Regions from separate parts of the Rattus norvegicus genome. Here region 2 is linked to region 1. The links are chromatin contacts, called in public Hi-C maps. All regions are on one chromosome and are shown on one strand. Each heading gives the region's core, a stretch centred on a gene start, on an enhancer-like site or on the middle of the called end of the contact. The rest is flanking DNA. Distances are from core to core; before and after follow the strand shown. Region 1 overlaps LOC102556051 (a long non-coding RNA gene). Region 2 overlaps Pik3r1 (phosphoinositide-3-kinase regulatory subunit 1).

Region 1 (6,305 bases), core at 1,106-3,605:
GCTCCTTGTATTCAATCTCTTTCCTAACTGAACAGCCCAGTGTGCCTTTTGGATTTTCCTACCACTGTACATGAAATCTGAATGAGATTCTGACAGACAGTGAAGTAGTACTTCGTTATATGTATGTGTCTGTATCATCCAATTTTATAAACATCTGGAAATCTTCTCCTTAAAGTTTGGAACAAAAAAATATATGCAATACAGCCTAGAAGCCAATGAAGAACACAAAGTGGAAAGAAACAATGAGGAGGAAGTAAGAAGTACAGTTAAGGTCTCGGATTTAAGAGAGTTTAGTACTAGCCAAGGAAACATTTTATAGGTAGACTCATTAGACTCAAGAAACAAGCAAGAGGTGCCTGGTTACATATGAGCTGCAGATAAATAATATAACAAGAAGAGGAATAGTCTGGAGAAGATGTTCCTGTCTTAATATTTGATGCCTGCAAATAGATTACCTTACTTGGCAAATGAAACTCTTGAGTGGTAACGGGTCTACACTGAGAGACAGGGCGAGTGTTTTGAAGTATACAGGGAGTCCTAGGTATACAACTGAGTCGTCAGGAATGACAAACTTTAGCCAGCTATAGTCAGGAGAGGTGGCTGGGGATGAAGTACGTGGCTGGCTAGAAGGCAGAGGAGGAGCCCATGAAGCAAGGATATCGGTGGCTTTAGACGCTGTAAAAGAAAAGATAATGAGTGTTCCCCTGCAGTCTCCAAAATTGAGAGTAGCTCCAGCAACACTGGGATCACAGCCCACTAAGATCCCTGTCAAACGTTCTAAACAACAGACCTGGAAGTTAATGTTGTTACAAGCCACTCAATGTATGATGACTTGCCCCGGGAACAGTGGATAGCCAATAGAAACAGCTGATGATTTTAGTATAAATGTGGCCATAAGGTATTTGGAATATATGCTTACTGAGAATTGCTTCTATTGTGATGTAAAAATTACCTGAGCTCTGCCTTTTGCCCTGGAGCTTGTTTTATTGAAAAGTAGGATCCTGGAGCTCTCCCACATCTCGATACCCATCCCTTCATCCTTCTATCAGTGGTCAACCCTTCGCATGTGTCAGGCTCGGGAATCAACACAATGCCTACTTAATTTCATTGACCCCTCCCAAATCCTGTGTGTGCAGGTCGTTCTGTCCATCGTGGATTGTGGTTGATGAGTCTATGAAAGGTTAGACTGTCTGTTCAAGGCCCAACAGGTACTGGAGCAATTGTTGGGGTAGGCTGGGTCTGATCCCAGAATCCACATTATTATCATCTTGATCTTGTACCTGTTTCATTGCTAGAGCCCCCAAAGCCTTTCCTGTGGCTTCCACACCCACCCACTCTATCACCCAGATCAGTCCTCTGATGTCTGTCCCTCATCTCTCTGATGCCATCAAAATTGTTTCCTCAAAGGTCATCTGGGGCCTCTGAGCTTTATCATTTCTTAGTCACCCTCTCCTTTAGCAAGGGGAGACTTGGGTGTCTTTCTTGCTACCTCTACATATGAGGCTTTTGTGGTGAAAAGCTGATCCTCCTCCTTCTGTCTCTATGGGTATTTTTGCTGTTTTCGTTTCTACTTACTCACGTGTGTGTATGTGTGTGTGGGTGTGTGTAAGTAAGTGTGTATATGTGTGTGTATATGTGGGGGTGGGGGTGTATGTATGTGTGTACATGTATATGAACATGTGAATGTGTATATGTGTGTGTATGTGTGTGCATGTGTGTGGCATATTGTGTGGGGTGTATGTGTGTGTGTATATATGTACGTGTGTGTGAGCATGTGAATGTGTATGTGTATATGTGTATGTGAATATATGTGTGTATATATGGGTGGGATGTGTGCGTGCATGAATGTGCATGTGTCTGTATGTGTATATGTGTATGTGAATGTATGTGGGGATGTATGTGTGTGTGTATGAGCATGCATGTGTGTGTATATGTGTACACATGTGAGTGTATATGGTATATGGTATATGTGTGTTTGAATGTATTGTATGGGGGTGTGTGGGAATGCATTCATGTATGTGCATGTGTATGTGTGTATGTGTATACATGTGTGTGTGTGAATGTATGTATAGGGGGCTATATTTCTGTGTACAAGTGTGTGTTTGTGTTCATGGGTGTGTTTGCGTGTGTGTGTGTGTGTGTGTGCATGTGTGTGTTGCTGAAGATTGACCCCAGAAGAACCCTTTGCTTACCAGGGTTGCTCTACCACCCTACTCCACCCACCTCCCCTGCCATTCTCATGCCTAAGGATTGTAGAGTGTGTCTGAGTTCTATTCTTCCTCAGCCCTATTTCTTCATTTCAGCACTCTGTTCAAGATCTCGTTCATGGTTAAAGTTTCAGCTTTCTCTCTGCTCAGGATCCCCAGCTCAGAGGTGAACTACAAACAACCTCTTCTGGTCTCAGCAGACACCATCTTGGTGGCACATCTGGGAGTTGTTACAGATGTCTGGGCCCTACCATAAAACAGGCCCACTCATGCTGGGATAGGACCTCAGAGTGGTAGTTTCCTTGGCTGCACTTATAAATCAGCACCAACTTGGTGGCCTGAATGAACACAAATGTATGCTCCTTATAGTTTGTAGGCCAGAATTATTAAATGGAGTTCACTGGGCTTAAATTTAGATGCCACTCCTCCTGGCGGCTATAGTGGAGAATCCATCTGTTCGCCTCCTTTTTATTTGGAGAGCTGCCCTGTTCCTCCTGGTCCTTTTTGGCATATCATACCGCCTTTTATCTTTATCCTTCTCTGGTCACATTGTGTTCTCTCTCTCTCTTTCTCTCTCTCCCTCTACCTCTCTCTCTCTCTTTCTCTCTCTCTCTCTCTCTCTCCATTTTTCCCTCCCTCCTTCCCTTTTCTCTCTCCCTTCTGTACATCCAGTCACATTGCTCCCCCTCCTTCTCTCTCCCCTTCTTTCCCTCCCTCTCTCCCTCCCTCCTTTTTCTCTGTCCCTTCTGTACATCCTCTCGCCTCTCTCCCCTAAGGCACATTTTCACCTCATTTGGATCCTCCCTGGAAAACTCAGGATGGTCTCTCCAGCTGAACAGTCTAAGGAACATCGTCTCCTTCTCTCTGTCGTTCAGACCATCCTCACCACTGGTTCTTGGATAAGCCTCCACTATCCATCCTTACGGACACTATCAGCTCAGTCTGCCAGGAAAGTCACCCCAAGGCAAGCTTGAGAACTTCTTGTGACAGAGTGAACCTCTTCAGGTCTCTTGGCTCTGGTTTGCCCTGCATATCATTGTTTTGAACATGCCACTTGTTACAATGGGCTCCTGGTGAAAACTCCACCAAATCCCCCCTCTCTCTTCAGAACATGTCACAAGTCCAGTGCACATAGATAGAGGGCTCCTAGTTTATCAAGTGAGGCCACCTGCTCTTCTGCACATCTGTTTCGTTTCTGTATATTGATTTTCTTAGAATATGCCTGGTACTGTGATTGGCTTCTTGGCTTGGTACTGTCACAGTCATGTGAACTTTTCCTCACCATGCTGTACTTTCTGGCCTCTTACCCTTGAGCACGTTGCCTTGTTTGCCTTAGCTGCAATACCCGACTACCCCCAGAGGGTGACCTTTACAACAGAAATGGCTTGAAATCTGAAATCCAGGTGTCAGCAAGGCTGGGTTCCTTTGAGGCTATGGGGGAAGGGTATTGTCTTGGTTAGGGTTTTACTGCTATGAACAGACCCCCATGACCAAGGCAAGTCTTATAAAGGACATTTAATTGGGGCTGGTTTATAGGTTCAGAGGGTCAGTTCATTATTATCAAGGTGGGAGCATGGCAGCCTCTAGGCAGGCATGGTGTAGGCAGAGCTGAGAGTTCTATATCTCAATCTGAAGTCTGTTAGTGGAAGGCTGACTGTCAGGCACTTAGTATGAGGGTCGCAAAGCCCACATCCACAGTGATACACCTACTTCAACATTGCCACACCCACTCCAGTTGGGCCACACCTCCTAATATTGCCACTCCCTGGTCCAAGCTTATTCAAACCATCACAGGAACGATCTGTCCATGGTATCACTTACTCCTTGGCTTTTGGGTACCTGTTTCCTTCCATAGCCCTTCAGATCACATTTCTTCTGCGTGTATCTGTCAGCAAAATTTTCCTTCCTTAAGGATACATTGTACATTAGAGTTAGGGCCAACCTTGATAGACTCATTCTTTAACTTGGACATTTTCAAAAAAAATGGTATTGTTATACAAGGTCTCACCCTGAGCTGTTAAGAGTTAGGAATCCAATATGTGAAGTTGGGAGGCACACAGTTCAATCCGTAACACTAGCTACTCATGGTTCTATTTGGTTTCTGAAGTGTTTGGCCCCCTCTGCTCTGAAGGCTGAGGGCCCCTCTCTCTCCTGAACAACATAACCATATTTGTACATTCACTTGGAAAATCGACAAACTAAACTGGGATGGTATTTCTTTGAGCAATAACATGTACGTGTCACATAAGCATGTGTCTTTCCCAAATAGAACCAAAGCTTTGGAGGTAGCTATGTGACTATCTCACGCCATGCATGCTGCCTGGGATATATATCTTCGATATCTATTAATGATTTAATTTCAGGAAATTTGAGAGTTTAGTTTGGAGAAGTGAGCAGTGACCACGGAGATCATAGAAAATTATCTGCTCTTTATAGCTTTGGATGAAGGCTACCTTCTTTGCTTTTATTTGGAGGAGGAGTGCGTGCTTTACGAGATAGGTTCTTGTGTGTCATCTGTGCTAGCCTCAAACTTACAAGGATCCTTCAGCCTCAGCCTCCCGAGGGCTAGGATTATATCCTGGACTTCCGTGTCAAGGTTTCTGTGATGCCTTTGTTGGAGAGACTGTAAGAGAATATTTTCAAGTGGCCGTCATGAAACACTGGGAGCAAACCAAAGCAAAGGGGGAGAGAGAGCAAGAGGTAAAGCAGATCCCTGGATACTCAAATGAGTTAGTCCAGAAACGGAGTGAGGCTTGGCTGATGGCATTTCGACATCCCCACCTTTGCCACCGCCAGCCCTGTATACATCAGGGAGAGCCTGCTGCTTGAAGGGCTTATCAAGCTGACCCAGCCATCCTGAGTCAGAAACTGCCAACATCTTCCTGGGTGGCTTTGCATCGGCCTCTTCTTGCTTTCCCTTAGTCGTCAGCTGCCAAGCTCAGAGTCTCCAGTTACTTCCGCTCTGACAGTACACAGGTACATGATTAGACATAAAGGACTATTTGTGGGGTGTGTGTGTGTGTGTGTGTGTGTGTGTAGGGAAGCATTGCCTTCATAACACTGAAGGAGGGTCTTCGCGTACATTACAGGTTCTAGAACACCCAGTATCATCCCTCTGAGGAGGAATGCATCCAAGCCTTTCAGATGAGAGACTCGAACCAGATGCTATTCAAAACAAGCAAATACCCTCCTTTACACTAGAACAGTCTGAAACTTTCAGCACCAGTACTTCTGTCTACTTCATGTAGATCGATCACTGCTTAGTCCTTACTGCTCCCCGCACAAGTCTCTCCGGTGGCTATGAGACTTTACCACTTGTATGGGACATTCCTAGTCTCCAGTTCCGGTTTCTTTTGTTTCAACTTCATTTCTATCCCTCAGGCCTGGGCCGCACCAGCTGTCTCTTCCTGGTGCCGAGGCTGGGAGACACAGGAGGCTGCTCTAGCTTCGCCCCACCTTTTCCATAGGCGGGGCATTCCATGGCTCTTTTAGCTCAGTGACCCCCGCCATTTTCACACCCTCCCTCACGGATCCTAGGACCCAGGAATGGCTACCTCCTCTGTTGCCATTCTTGAATGCCTACCAAGTATTATGTTAATCTGCTGCTTTCGAACTGCAGCTGCTGCGTCCAGAGAAGGAAGAAAACCCTGGGGCCTCAGATGCTTCTGTGAGTGGGTTGCTCTCCCCTCTCAGAACTCAAGAGTGTGGGGTCAGGCTCACAGCCTTTCTGGAGCAGCTGGGGGTTATTTTCGAAGTAGGGGCATTAAAGAAACAACAAGTGCAGTTGTCCAGGACTTTCCTCCATACGGGACTGTACAGGAGGTCAGAGGTTAAGGAGGAGCTCGGTTAGCTGAGTCGGCTTCCTGGGAAAAGAGCGAGGTTGTCACGAGTCCGGCCCGCAGACTCTCTCAAAGTCCCTTTCTTTTCTCCTTCTCTCTCACCCTCTATGCTAATTCCCAAGAGGCTAATGGGTATGGATCGCCTCACTGTCAATCACAAAGCTGTTCAAAGAATACTTTCCGTTTGATTTTCAAGAATTCATTTGAGGGGCCGGAGAGATGATTTGGTAGTTACGAGTGCTTACTGCTTCCAGAGGAC
Region 2 (6,203 bases), core at 234-2,733, 150 kb after region 1:
GCACAGGAAGTAATCCACCTAGTTCAGCAAAAAATAGAATCAAAGACGCGCTTGTGAAGGCCTGAACCTCTCAGAACAGCTTAGGACAGGGTGCCTTGCTCTCACGTCCTCCTCCTCCCACGCACTGGCACAGTCTGCCCCGCAGGTGTAACAGGAAAGCCCTTCACATAGCTCATCGTATGCTGGCTGGCAGCCCCAGGAGGGCATCTTCTATGCAAGTCCAAATCTTTAAGGGGTCAACTTCAGCTCACCTTCAAATGGCCCTAGGACTTTCTAATCGGACAATCTAGAGTTGTGTCTGCACTGGGTTAACTGCTGGCTGTGCTAGGCAAAGGGACAGAGAAGGGCGTGTTCTCCCGACTTGGGGATTCTAGTCTTTTATTTGAGAAAGTTGCAGATAACTTTCTGAGTTTATGATTGCTAGCTGGACAGGAAAGAAATCAAGTCTTTTCCTGGGAAATGTTCACATGGCATCTACCCAAAAGCCCCGACTTCAATCTTTTGAGCCATTAACGAAAGGAAATCACAAAAGCCCCAAACCTCAACATGACAGTAATTTAGAGATCATTACTTAGTAATTCCTTCATACTATTGGGGGAAGGGGGCTTCACAAAAAGAATTCAACCTTTAGACTTTTGGTCCTAAACTCCATTCTCAGCCCACAGGCCCTATTCTTTGCTTTTCTTGGTATGGAAAGAAAGAACTAACAAACTGAATTTACTTTCTTTTAGCCTACACTGAAAAGAAAAACAAAAACCCTCACACCTATAACAAAACCCTGGCTTTCTTGTTTTCTTCTTTTAGCTTAAGAAGAAAAAAAAAAAGCTGCCTTCTTATTTTCATGCATTTCCCTGCTTTCAAAAGAGTTTCTCTGGAAGAAACATCAGACACATTGGCTTCTCATGCATACCTGTCTGGACCTACCTAAGAACCTTCTAGAAGATTAAAATGTAAATCTGACAGTCTATTTTGTCTCAGATCAAAAGTATCTACCGTAAAGCCGTATATAGCAGGAAAGATTCCAAATACCCACAGACATGTTGTTTTAGACAAATTCCTCATGATATGTAAAATCACCTACCACAGAGGCTCTCTTATGAACGTTAACTGCAAGCGCGAGCAGACTCTTTCCCCACTGATACAGACACATGCTCTTTATTAGTTTAAGGAGGGAGCCCTCTGCTGGCAAAACTGAGTAAATCACGCCTGCTTAGGAGAAAACCACCAACTTCCAGTTTCACCTTCTCTGTATCCAAAAGGCCCTACAAATTAATAAAACATAATTATAGATAGCTTATAACCATACATGATTCACTACTAAACCAAAGGCACAGATGTCACAGTGCCTAGGAATTAATTCCCATTTGGCTAATAAGCCCCTTTAAGAAACGCTGGCTTTCTTGGTGTCCTATTTATCTGGGGCTGCTGAGACCCATTGCATACAATATGACTCACTTATTCATCTGGATGCTTCAAGCCAGTGAGCATCCCCTTGCCGAGGGCTTTGTACAACGTGCTTCAGAGACAAAGACAGGCCAGGACTGTACTTTTCAGTAGATTGCAGCTAGCCAGGAAATGCCCCTGCTCGTTAACATGTGTTTCTCAGTTCTGTGGCATGCTGTCTGCTCTAAACAAGACCTCTTCAGGCCACCGCGGGAGACCTGAAAGGCTTGCTGCTTCTCAGAGACTTGCATGCATCACTGTCAATGAACAAAAACTAGGGAAATCAGGTGTGTGTTGGGGGGGGGGGTGAATTATCCAAAGTTACCCACGGTTAAAGGAACACGTTCCTTCTTAATTCCAACATGAGACATCTTAGAAAGTAGGGCTCTCCCGGATAGGGCTAATCCATGACTCCAGTGAGCTTAATGAACCCACGGGAAGGAAAAACACCCTTTCCAGTTAATAAACAAACCTAGGCTTGCATAAAAAAAAAAAAAAAAATCCAGACACAGGCTACAGGCTTTCTGCGAAGGCACGCCCACACCCACTGTCTAGCAGACAGAGGAACTCCCCCTCCGACTCCCCAGCACCCATCCCGTGATGTCCATCCCTTCAGAGAAAGCTGTAGCCTGAAAACAAAAGTAAAAACATCGCCTAGCACGTGCCCAGGGTGGCGCTCACAATGCACTTGGGGATCGTGGGTAAACTTTCTAGTTTCCATGAGATGGATCAGGCTCTCCCCCAATACACCTATACCCCTCTTGGGGTCTACATCTATATCGAAGTTTCAATTTTACCTTAGAGACAACTCTCTCGAGTCAGAACATACTTTCAATGCAATGGGAGGAAAAAAAAAAACAAATCAGAGAAAAGTGAAACTCTGAAAGTTATTTCCTTCTGTCTTGGTGTTTGCTTACGTTGTCTACAGCTAAGAACCCAGCCCAAGGTATTTAAAACCAGATGCATGAATTCAGCTCTTCGGGAGGGATGTTTTGCAATGCACCAGCAGTTAAAAATTAACCTTGACAGGTGTAGGAGAGCAGGGGGAGAAGGAGTCACTTCTCTTCCAGGCTTGACGGTGCAATATTAGACTCCAATTATGATATATTACTGTTTCTGAATACATCCATGAAATCCAAAACATGGATTCAGAGGCACCCTGTGTTTGCTGGACCTGTTCCTACTGCAGCTGCCCTGTAGACATCAGCTCGGCTCCCCACGTCTGAGGAGTGTAAGGAATTCCAGAAAACCCGCTACTCAGCCTCAAACAATGAAGCCTTCCCGACCACAGGGGATGAACGGCAAGCTAAGAGAGCTCTGAAAATACACTATCCCCATCACCTGTCCACTGTGCCTCCATCCATAAAAGCAAGGGATCTTTACCTCAAAGGATCTTTACCTCAAAGGGCTGCTGGATACAGGAAATAGGTTAGTTGGCTTCTAAGATTTCTTTGAAAACCAAACAGTTTATCAGCGTCTGGGTATATTTGGAGAATTAGTAGACTGTGCCCATATCTCTAATTGGAATGAATCAAAATGAGGAATAGCCTCTGTCTTTGCTTCTTAGAAATGTAGTTGAACCAATTACACCAACGGTTTAAAAAAAAAAAAAAAAAAAGCAAGCAAATGAAAACAACAACAAAAACCCACAGGGCAGCTAAAGATAAGGGAACGGGGTCTGAAGAACACCCACAGTGAATGGACCAGGTTAGCCTGCACAGAAAGCTCACCAGGGCAGACTGGGACACAGATAAAGTGAATGGCACTGGGAACGTTGTGTACAGTTGTACATTCTGTGCACTGCGCAAAGGCACACTGGCAAGGTGACAGAGGGAGTGGCGCTGACATCCAGGCCACTCCACCCACCAAGACACACAGTTTATTCAATCCTAACAACCCAGGGAGAGAGGCTCAACTTTCCTTCCACTGTCCATCTCAAACAGTCCACATGGTGCTGTGGCCCTTTGCTGCATATGGCCCCTGGGATCTTCTCTCATTATTAGCTCACAACATTCGGAAGGCCTTTTCATTAGACGCTGAAAGCAGGCCCAGGATTCCTAATGGTTCCAACAATGGAGGCATTGGTGATCTGCAGATGGGACAGGCTGGACCCAAAGGTAGCTTCTGGGCAGATTCAGGTATGGCGAACACTAGTCAAGCAGCATAGAGCAAACCTCTCAGCTCTGTTTCTTCAAAGCCTTATAACACTTAAAATGTGGCCTTGTGTTGGCGCCAGCTTGGAGAAACACATTAAGAGATGGTGATACACAAATGCCCTAGAAAGTACACACACCCTGTAGGGCACAGTCTGCAACACCTCGATTTGCTGTCTGCCAGCAAACCAAAATGCTATTTTCCTTTTCCTTCCCCAGTTAAAATCGGACCTGCTTTTCAAGGCCCTTTTCAGGATGTACTCTTCCCTAAGCTTACCTACTTACTCAATTACCCCCAAAAAGTCACCAACAGTGCCTCTAAGGCTCTGCTTCTCTTGGGAGAAGTGCACTCCCAGCTAGTCTTTAGACACTATGTCTTAACAGGCCTTATTTAAGTTGATAGTGTGCCTCAGACGTCAGCCTTATCATTCCAAGTACTACCTGGTAACAGCCCAGAGAAGACGCCTATCTACCCTTCAACAAACACGTCCTTGTAGCCCACACTTAAGGATCCCTTCAACGACTCCTTTCAGAGCAGGAGTCTCTATCAATGACTGGTTTATGAGCCTTCATTTGAGATGCTCTGGAGCTGAACTTCCAAAGCCCTCGGGGACTCTTGCATGCCGAGCTAGCAATGAGGACCTCTGGGAAGACATTACATTCTCACTGTGGTCCCACACTCCAACCCCCCTGCCTGGGGATGCCGAGCCAATCAATCACTGCACTGGAGCTGTCCTAGAGCCCAAAGGTGATTCAGTAGGAAAGGCACCTTCTTTTACCCTCTTGCGGGTGGAGAGTGAAATGTTTTCACAGGTGAGAGACACCGAAGCGTCCATTTCGTCCCATGGGGCCTACAGAGTGCTCAGCACGGCTGAGAAATATCACGAGAAGTGAAAATGGCTCACGGAGGGCTTAAGGATCATTTGGATTTAATTCTCCCCACCCCACCCCCTTCTTTTTTTGAAGAGGCTGCACAAGGGCTAGGACAATCCAGTACGTTCAAATCTCTGCCTTTCTTTCCTCAGCGGAGCTGACGGAACTAATCTTCCTTTCAAATTAGTACCCAACTCTGTGCAGGGCCACTGGAGTCCGCTCCTGTGTATCAGGCCGCATTATGAAAATGGCTGCTGCTGATACATGCTCGCTTTTGTAAGTCGGCCTTACAGAAGACATTTAATCCATTTATATTAGACTACAGTGGCGACCTCCCCGCAAACCCCCAGACAAATAAGCCCTTAGTAATCAATTCGTTTGTAAAAGTCCCGTCTGGCTTTGGGCTTCCGTGTATATTCCCCATGAGGCCAGTGGGTGTCCCTAAGAAGACTGTGATGACGGACTCCTCAGATTCCACGTCCCCACCCCATCCCCACTCCTCACCCCTCACCACCCCAAGTCCTTCAGCCCCAAACAAAGCTCCGCTGTGCCTCCTCTCCAAACAAGTAGCTAAAATGCGAGCAGGAGGAAGTGAACAGTTGCAGCTCGGCCCTTTGTTTGGCTCAGGGCCTGGCTATTCTTGGTGCCCATCTTCCTTCCTAGCCCATGTGGTTAGCCTCTGGGTAGGCAATCTCTAGGGCTCACAGCCACATCCATGCCTCCATGGGCATTTGGCCCCATTAAAGTCAAAAGCAGCTCCTGAGCATAACCCGGTGCTCCCGAATCCATTATCCGGTAAATTTAGTGTCATATGGGGTGATGATGGTCTTGGCCTCAAATCCCAAGCTAGGCTGAGGTTCCCCGATGTCTATAGCTACGGGCACCCCTGTGAAATGCTGCTTGCTATGGTTTGGAACCTTTGGAGTGTACCATGCATCTGTGATCTCTAGGGACTGGGTTTTGGGCCCATCCACAGAACCTCTCCCCCAGGTCCTGCACATCCCCGGTGCTCAACCAGATGTTTTGAGCCCAAGTCCTGGCCTCTCTCAAGGGGTCTCCATCCAGATTCAAAGAACCACAGCTGGCCACTCGGAAAAGCACAGCAGGATGCTCAGTCCCAGAGGCTGCTCCTACCGCTGTGCTAATTGGTTTCCCATCACAAATAGTAGAAGCAGGGTGCTTCATTTAAAAGCCTGGGCACCAAGGGAGAGTACAAGCAGAACTTAACTCTACAACTATGGGCCCCTGCTAAGGGCTGACTAGTAATCTACACGACCAGCCCTGCAAGCTGACTGCTGCTACTAGATCACAGGTTGTTTGAACTCTAAATGAGAAGTTGCTGTTCAGGTGAGTCTACACTTCCTGCCCTGTTAAATGGCTAGCTGAAGGCCCACCTGCTTTCAGAAAGGCATCTGGCTTGGTCTAAATAGCCCCAGCAGAACACTGCTTCCATACTGCCTGCCTGACTGAAAATGTTTATTTTGACAGAAATTTCTTGGCATAACCACTTCCAAAACACACACGCCAAGAGACTTTATATTATATAGTAATTATAAATCCCCCCAACTTGGTAAGATTCAGAAAAACAACAACAACAAAATGTCAACAGCTAAAACGAACTCCATAAATGTATTCAGCAACCTGAAGCCTAAGAGGTGTAAGGTCCAGGGAGCTCTCTCTCCCTCTGTGTTCATCTAAGACAAAAGGATGGAGGTGGGAAGAAATCTTGAGGTC

What was found. Hi-C and Micro-C count contacts between places; a contact is called where the count stands out from the background.
Region 2: a contact with region 1 is called in a Hi-C map of frontal cortex, with 2.2 times the contacts expected there. The contact joins two enhancer-like sites. A contact is called at or near these places in 5 of 12 Hi-C or Micro-C datasets (frontal cortex, hepatocytes, kidney and 2 more).

What each region holds. Positions count from the first base shown.
Region 1 is chr2:34,472,811-34,479,115 of GRCr8, forward strand. It overlaps LOC102556051 (a long non-coding RNA gene), which reads left to right. Exons shown (of 6, transcript XR_010064057.1): 1 at 1-5,183. Among named protein-coding and RNA genes, the nearest start is that of Rpl21l6, 210 kb to the left of the region's middle. Within about 2 kb of position 2,356, at least 3 of the 93 cell types and tissues checked have an H3K27ac peak or open chromatin away from gene starts, as enhancers often do.
Region 2 is chr2:34,626,853-34,633,055 of GRCr8, forward strand. All of the region lies in intron 7 of Pik3r1 (phosphoinositide-3-kinase regulatory subunit 1), which reads right to left. Among named protein-coding and RNA genes, the nearest start is that of Pik3r1, 68 kb to the right of the region's middle. Within about 2 kb of position 1,484, at least 23 of the 93 cell types and tissues checked have an H3K27ac peak or open chromatin away from gene starts, as enhancers often do.